Regions from separate parts of the Anas platyrhynchos genome. Here region 1 is linked to region 2. A link is a contact called in public Hi-C data. All regions are on one chromosome and are shown on one strand. Each heading gives the region's core, a stretch centred on a gene start, on an enhancer-like site or on the middle of the called end of the contact. The rest is flanking DNA. Distances are from core to core; before and after follow the strand shown. Region 1 overlaps OTOS (otospiralin). Region 2 has its middle 50 kb from the start of SAP130.

What was found. Hi-C and Micro-C count contacts between places; a contact is called where the count stands out from the background.
Region 1: a contact with region 2 is called in a Hi-C map of subcutaneous adipose tissue, with 3 times the contacts expected there. The contact joins two enhancer-like sites. A contact is called at or near these places in 2 of 8 Hi-C or Micro-C datasets (skeletal muscle and subcutaneous adipose tissue).

What each region holds. Positions count from the first base shown.
Region 1 is chr9:17,882,963-17,886,158 of IASCAAS_PekinDuck_T2T, forward strand. All of the region lies in intron 3 of OTOS (otospiralin), which reads left to right. Among named protein-coding and RNA genes, the nearest start is that of OTOS, 120 kb to the left of the region's middle. Within about 2 kb of position 1,444, at least 2 of the 8 cell types and tissues checked have an H3K27ac peak or open chromatin away from gene starts, as enhancers often do. A contact at or near this core is called in subcutaneous adipose tissue, where this site is marked.
Region 2 is chr9:17,452,941-17,456,163 of IASCAAS_PekinDuck_T2T, forward strand. No RefSeq gene overlaps it. Among named protein-coding and RNA genes, the nearest start is that of SAP130, 50 kb to the left of the region's middle. Within about 2 kb of position 1,396, at least 1 of the 8 cell types and tissues checked has an H3K27ac peak or open chromatin away from gene starts, as enhancers often do. A contact at or near this core is called in subcutaneous adipose tissue, where this site is marked.

The DNA of each region.
Region 1 (3,196 bases), core at 194-2,693, 430 kb after region 2:
CATTGCAGCAGCATTTGCACAGGCTGCAGGTAGGCATGAGTGTGCTTTACTTGCAGCTTAGCACAGACTAATGTATCTGACACTGGCTAGCCAAGGCTCTGCTTTGGTTAACTGTCTGTGGAGCTTATTCAGACCTAATTCAGATCCAACTGACATGCACAGGGGACACATTTGCCTGAAAATGCTGTGATAGACAGACAGGAGATCTGGAAATCTGCTTCACTTCTGGATGCTGACTTTCTAGATAGCAAGACAGTCGTGCTTACCTGTCCTTGAAACAGATCTGGCATTCATCTGAAAAGCTGCACAAATGTGCAAGTGCACCCTGTTGCCTTGTTCACAGTATTGTTGCTTTTCTCTGTATTGTTCCCACATTCAGAAATGCGTTCAGTGGTATTTCTTGGTGGTTCAACCAGAGTTAAATATTACTCACTGCAACAGAAAGCAAGCCCAGGTGTCATGGTATCCCAGTCAGCTGCTCCCGGTTCCGTACAGAACAGCAAACACTGGGCCCAGCTCCTGCCCTGACATGGCAGTGCAGCTCTGCCTACTCTGAAGGAGCTTCTCTTGTTTATAAATGGAGGAAAGAAGCTGCTGTAGTGTGGTAAGGATACATTAACATTTGTGTTGTGTTTTAGTACAAGATGCTCCTGAGTTTTTGAGGTGTATCAGGGGCTTTTTATTCCTGAACAGGAGTAAGTAAAGGTGGCACAGCGATCCGCAGCTGTTCCTTGGGCTAGTGCCTTCAGGCAGATGGGCTCGTTTCTTGGAGAGATTCTCTCCAGTAAAAGAGAGCAAAATAGCTGGATGACTTCCGCACAAAAGCTAAGCCAGTGTGCAAGCGCCAGGCTTTGAGGCAGGGGCAGCTGTGTGTGAGCAGGGTTAGCTGCCTGGCAGGAAGCAAGCTGCTTGCTGGGGAGCCTGGGCTGCTGAGCAACAAAGCTGCTCCCGGCTGTGGCGAGACCCCAGTGCAGGGGGAGTTCCCAGACCTTTGGTTCCTCCATTCGGCTGTGCTGCCTTGGCCTGGCCCCTCCAGGGCAGCTCGGGCTTCCTGAGCAGCTGCAGCGGGCTCGAACAAGCAGTTGCAGTGCATAAGAGCCTCCTGCGCGGCAGGCAGGGGAGGTGGAGCGCACTAATTCCCAGTAGATCTACCTCCTTCATGCAACATTTTTGGCAGAACCCTGTCTGCTTCATCTCATGGTGTGCCTTGGATGAATGTCTCTGTTGCTTGCTGAAATTTTTAACAGGACTGACTTACTCACAAGAACAACTCCTAAAGGGTCTCTTTGTTGCTGCTGTAGCTCTTTTATGGCCCGGTGATTCTTGGGCTTGGGTGGTGCTCCCTTGGCAGAGCTGGGCGACAGGCCTGCCTCTGGTCGTTCTGCTTGAAATTCATTTGCTCTGCATGCTGCTTCTTGCCACAGCCTGGTCACCCACGTAGGCTGATGTGACTCTGTCCCCATCTAGTGACTGGACAGTTCAGGTTGTGCACAGATGAGTGAAGTTACAGTTAAAGCCTTTGGCTGCAGCCCCAGAGATCCATGCTTCTGCTGCCAGAGCCTGCAGAGGAGCCCGCTCTGTGTACATGGCTAGATGCCTCGGGCAGCAGTGCAGCCCTGACTAAATTACACCTCCTCTTTCACTGTTAAAAGAGAGGAGTCAGCCTCGTATCCCAGCTCTGCCTCTGGGTAGTACGGCCTGGGAAGGAATTCATGGAGGGAAGCAAGCCCTTTAAGGTGCTGACTCACACAGGTCCTGTGCAGGACACGAAGCAGGCAGGCAGCCTGCGTGCTAGCAGCAAATGACACGCGGCCGAGTCCACGTCTGATCGCTGCTGTAGAGGGCAGAGCAGCTTTTGAGGTGCAAGCCCAAGTGAGGGGCCAGATCAGGATGTGGCTTGGGCTACTCCGTTTGGCAGTATGTAGTCACCATCAATGCAGGCTGCCCAGTGGAAGCACCATCCCTTTTTCATGGCGAGAGGGCAGATACTGCCACGTGTCCCTGAGTTACCTTTCCTCATGGACAGGCTGTGAAGTTGTTGTGGAATCCTGGGTGTTTCCTTTCATGTCTCCCATAACATCACTGCACGTTTACCGAGTGTTTGGCAGAAGGTGACTCTCTTCCAAAACTGTGTACAGCATTGAAAGGAGCAAAATATAGGCCCTCCAATTTATTCTTGTCAAAAAACCTAAGATGCTGTAGCTCTTGACAGACGTGCTTTGTAAGAAGGGCACTGTTTTTAGAGTTGTTTCCTTTTTTGTGTGCGTGTTCATTCTAAAATTGTTCTCATTCTCAGATTTCCTGAAGCAGCATTTAAATGCCTAGTGCTATTCTGGAGAAACCTTGTATCAGCAGAGCATTTTGCTGACCATTCAGAACATGATGTACATCCGAACAACACATTATGACTCCTTAGCTCAAGTCAGAGCACTGCCAGTAGGGGCAACTGTATTACAAGCAAGCTGAATTCAAGGTTACATGGGGATAGGGAGGAAGAATGACCTGTGCAGACATACTTTAAATCATATCCTGCCTTGAAACCTTGATGACTTTTATAGGCCAAAGCTAAGCACTTTTAAAATAGGTGTCAGGCAGAACAAGAAGCCTACCTGATGTCAGGTGGAATACAGCAGCAGGTCTGGAAAGAGTTGTCTCTGAGAGCTGGCTGCCTCAGACACAAGCTGACTGGCTAAGAGGCCCTTTTCTTTAAGAAGCCTGTTTGCTTTGCTGAATGTTGAGTGCACAGGTGTGGGTGTGTGGGATGGGTGTGCTGTGCAGACGTGTGAGCAGCTGGCAGATAGCTGCTCCCTGCGCCTTGCTGGGGAACGGGCCCTGGGCCTAGTTTGACCGATGGGTCTAGCTTTAGGCTTGTTCTGTGAAGTCAGGCCTTAAAACTAGATGGGGTTTTGTTTGTTTTCTCTGGAAGCTTGATTCTTGTGGCTGAAAGATGCATTTCACATGAAGGGCTGGTTAGGACTGAGAGAGTGGCCAGGCTACGTCTATAAACGCACCTTTGGTGGCCGCTGTACTCAGGCCAGAATGGCTTCTGGTACCGAGTTGGTTGGTCTTGCCCATAACCCAGACAGTCTGGTGTTATTCCCAGTCTTTTCAATAAGCCTCTGCGATCTGAGTCAGTTCAGCTCCTTTCTATTCTTTTCTTTTGTCTGTTTGTGCTAGTTTCTTTGCCTTAGGGGGT
Region 2 (3,223 bases), core at 146-2,645:
TTGATGCTGTTATTAAGCCCAAACCTATCATTCCTCAAAGTCGCACTTATTGGATGAGAATTATATTCTGTAAAACCCTCTCAAGAGTCATTTCTGCTCTCAGGACATCACTGATGTCCCAAGAGCTTCCCCTGTGCTGTGTCAGACATCTGGACCAGTAGCCCTTTGCTTCACCTACTGTGGAGCACCAGCCTTATCTTCCGCAGTTACCAAAACCTAACATGACTGGGTTGGTGATTTTCCCATCCACCCCCTCAGACTCTTCTTAAATACCAGTCACTGAGTTTTCCCTTCAGGAGAAAAAAAAAGAAAAAAGCTTAAAATCGTCAGCTGCTTTCCATGTATTGCATCAGACCAATAAAGCTAGGAGTGCTACCAGCAGAGGAACTACAGCACACCACTAGGACTCTTTCTACATACAGCACACACACAGGGAGTACCCTGGTTTTATTTTTAAAATTGCCACCCTCACCTAGTAACAAATGTAAACGGGTTAAGAACTTTTCTCTCAACGTACTACTTCTTGTCCCTAAATTGAACGGCATTTAAGATCCGTTCAAGACTCTGCTTCTCTCTCATTAAATAAGGCCTTATCAGCTGCTATACTGGCAGCCACGAAGGCCAATTAATAGACATGCTGACCGAATTATGCTCTTACCCCAGCAACGTGTCTCTAGCTGAGAACGGAGGCACGCTGGCAAGGTTATAGGAGAAAACTCTTCACTGCTGTTGATCTGTCCAGACCCACGTAAGAACACGCTGTTTTGTTTTCACAGGCCATTTGACTTGCATCTTTTTAAAAAAAGAAAAAGTAGGAGGCTTTATGTCTGCATTTTAATTTTGTGCCTCAGCACGGTGGACTGCTGGCTTGAAAGGTACCACCCGAGTCACCAAACCCGGTACCTGAATGCCACAACTGTTATTGCAAAAATCCCCATTCCCAGATTTACCCAGATCACTTTAAATTGAGGTTTAGATTTCTTACTCCTCCATCCCACTACTGGGAAGCTGTTCGAACCTCAGCACACTGACAGTAATGGAAATCATCTTCCAGTTGCCAACCTAAGCTCACACATGGTAACAGCACACTCATCCTTCCCCTCACGAGAGCATTTGTTGTTAACTTCTACAGCTTTTTTTTTTTTTTTTTTTTTTTTAATCCCTGCAGCCACCCCACTCCTTTCCATGCAGCACTTTTACCTTTTCTCATTAAGAAACAAGCCAAATTCTTTCTCCCCAAAAGCTACCTTTTGGTAGGTGACCCAACTTTCAGCTGGACGCTGGTTACTCAGGCTGACACTGGTGGGCTCAGCGGTAGCTCTTTAGCTGCGTTGTCCCTTTATCGCTACACTGCAGGAAGGCAATCTCAACAGGCTGAATAATGAATGACCTTATTAGCAGATTCTTTGACCTGTAGATGGAGCACGTGCACTGCTGAAAAGAACCACAAGAGCCTACTGACCCCTTGCTAGCAATTCCCAGCAATTTTTATAAATCGGGAAATATTTGTCCCATGTGGCCTAGTGTGACATTCAGCTAAAAAACAAAAAAAAAGTACAAAGACAGAAAACTGGAGCTTGGCAAGCTCTACCCAAAACAGCCACAAAGAGGAAGAACTGTCATGCCCTGCAGCTGCACTGCGTGCACGTTAAGACACGCAATGAATACCATCTACGGGAAATACTGCTACATTTGCTAGACTTTCTGCCATTAAATTATAAAGGCTTTTGGTGAAGTTCAAAAACAGTTACCTTGAAAAGTCTAACTGCTTCCAGGAAAAGGAGCTGCCAATAGATCCACTTCTGGATCTGTTGTTGTTGTGTTTAACATAAAACAAAACAGAGACCACATACATGCACACAGTATTTATTAATAACAAAATCCCATGGAGCCACTTCCATTTCATTTATCATCCACTTCCTAGTGTAACTCAAGAGCCAATCTATTCATTTAAATGAAGATTACCCTGCCTTTTTAGTACTACACTAGAATTAGGACACCTCTTTTACAAAAATTGGTTGATTCTAGGAGAAATGGGCTGGAAACACAGAAATCTTCACACTAGGTTGAGCCAGGTTTATTTGGGCCACTGTCCTGTGTCTGATTATGACCATCACAAGCTTTTTGATAAAGTGGGCAAAAAATTATGTAGAAAGTAGTTTAGAAACCCCCAGCATAGTTTTAAAACCATCTTCCTACCTCCCACTGCATCAGAATGAACTTGGACGTAAAGGCAGAAGTTAGTACTTCTTACAGGAAGATCACACTTCCAAGAGATGCTGCTTTCTCACATTCCACTTGGAGAAACACTTTTGCCTGGGTAACTCATGTGAGACTCACATAAGGCTCTATAAATGAAGCATACATTTTCAAGGCTTTAATTCTGTCCACTGATACTGATTTGCTTTCTTTTCGAAAGGCTTTGTGAACACCAGAAATACAGTGTTAAAGCACACAAAAGCATGCTGTGACTGAGTCCTGTCACAAAAGTACACGCCATCTGAGTCATACATGAGAGCTAAAGGTATGCTCTTTCTACGCTTTGAAGTACATTTTTTGTCTGCTTTCCCAAGTACCTGGCTGTTTATTTTTCTGGACAAACCCACTGGGAAGCAAAATATGATTTTTCTCTTCCTTCGAAGTTCTTGCCTCCCCTGCTTTCCCTCTGCCAGACAGCTAGTACATGGGGAACCTATGGCAATCTTGGACCTGCGGAGCATTGGCATTGCTCCTGATTGCTTAGCACTGCTGATCAAAGCAAGAATTGCATTCTAAAAGCAGGAGAGTGATCTGAAGACAGCTTCAGCCCCAAACGCAAGTGGAATATTTTAACCTCTGGAACTTGATTTTCAGCAGAGCCCAAATGTTTCAGGGATGAAGGTGAAAAAGAATGAAATCTTAGGAAGTTCCTGTTTGTAAGGACCTCACCTTGCAACCACCTATGAGCTTCATATATTCATTCACATACTGTGAATTAAGCTGTAAAGCTTAATGCCCATGTAGCGGAAAACAGGAGAAAAGCTGCACTTACAGGTCAGTAGCTGCTTGGCACATTAACCACAACACTGGCCAGGGCACACACCATGCAGAGATGCTCCCAGAAATGCATTTGCTGCTAGTAAACAGCCCAGAATTTGAGAAAGTAAGCCACCGCTTTGGCTACTTCTCAGTATCCTAAACTTACACTAACTGGTTTTAAAGCCCTTGAATTAGGCATATTTTT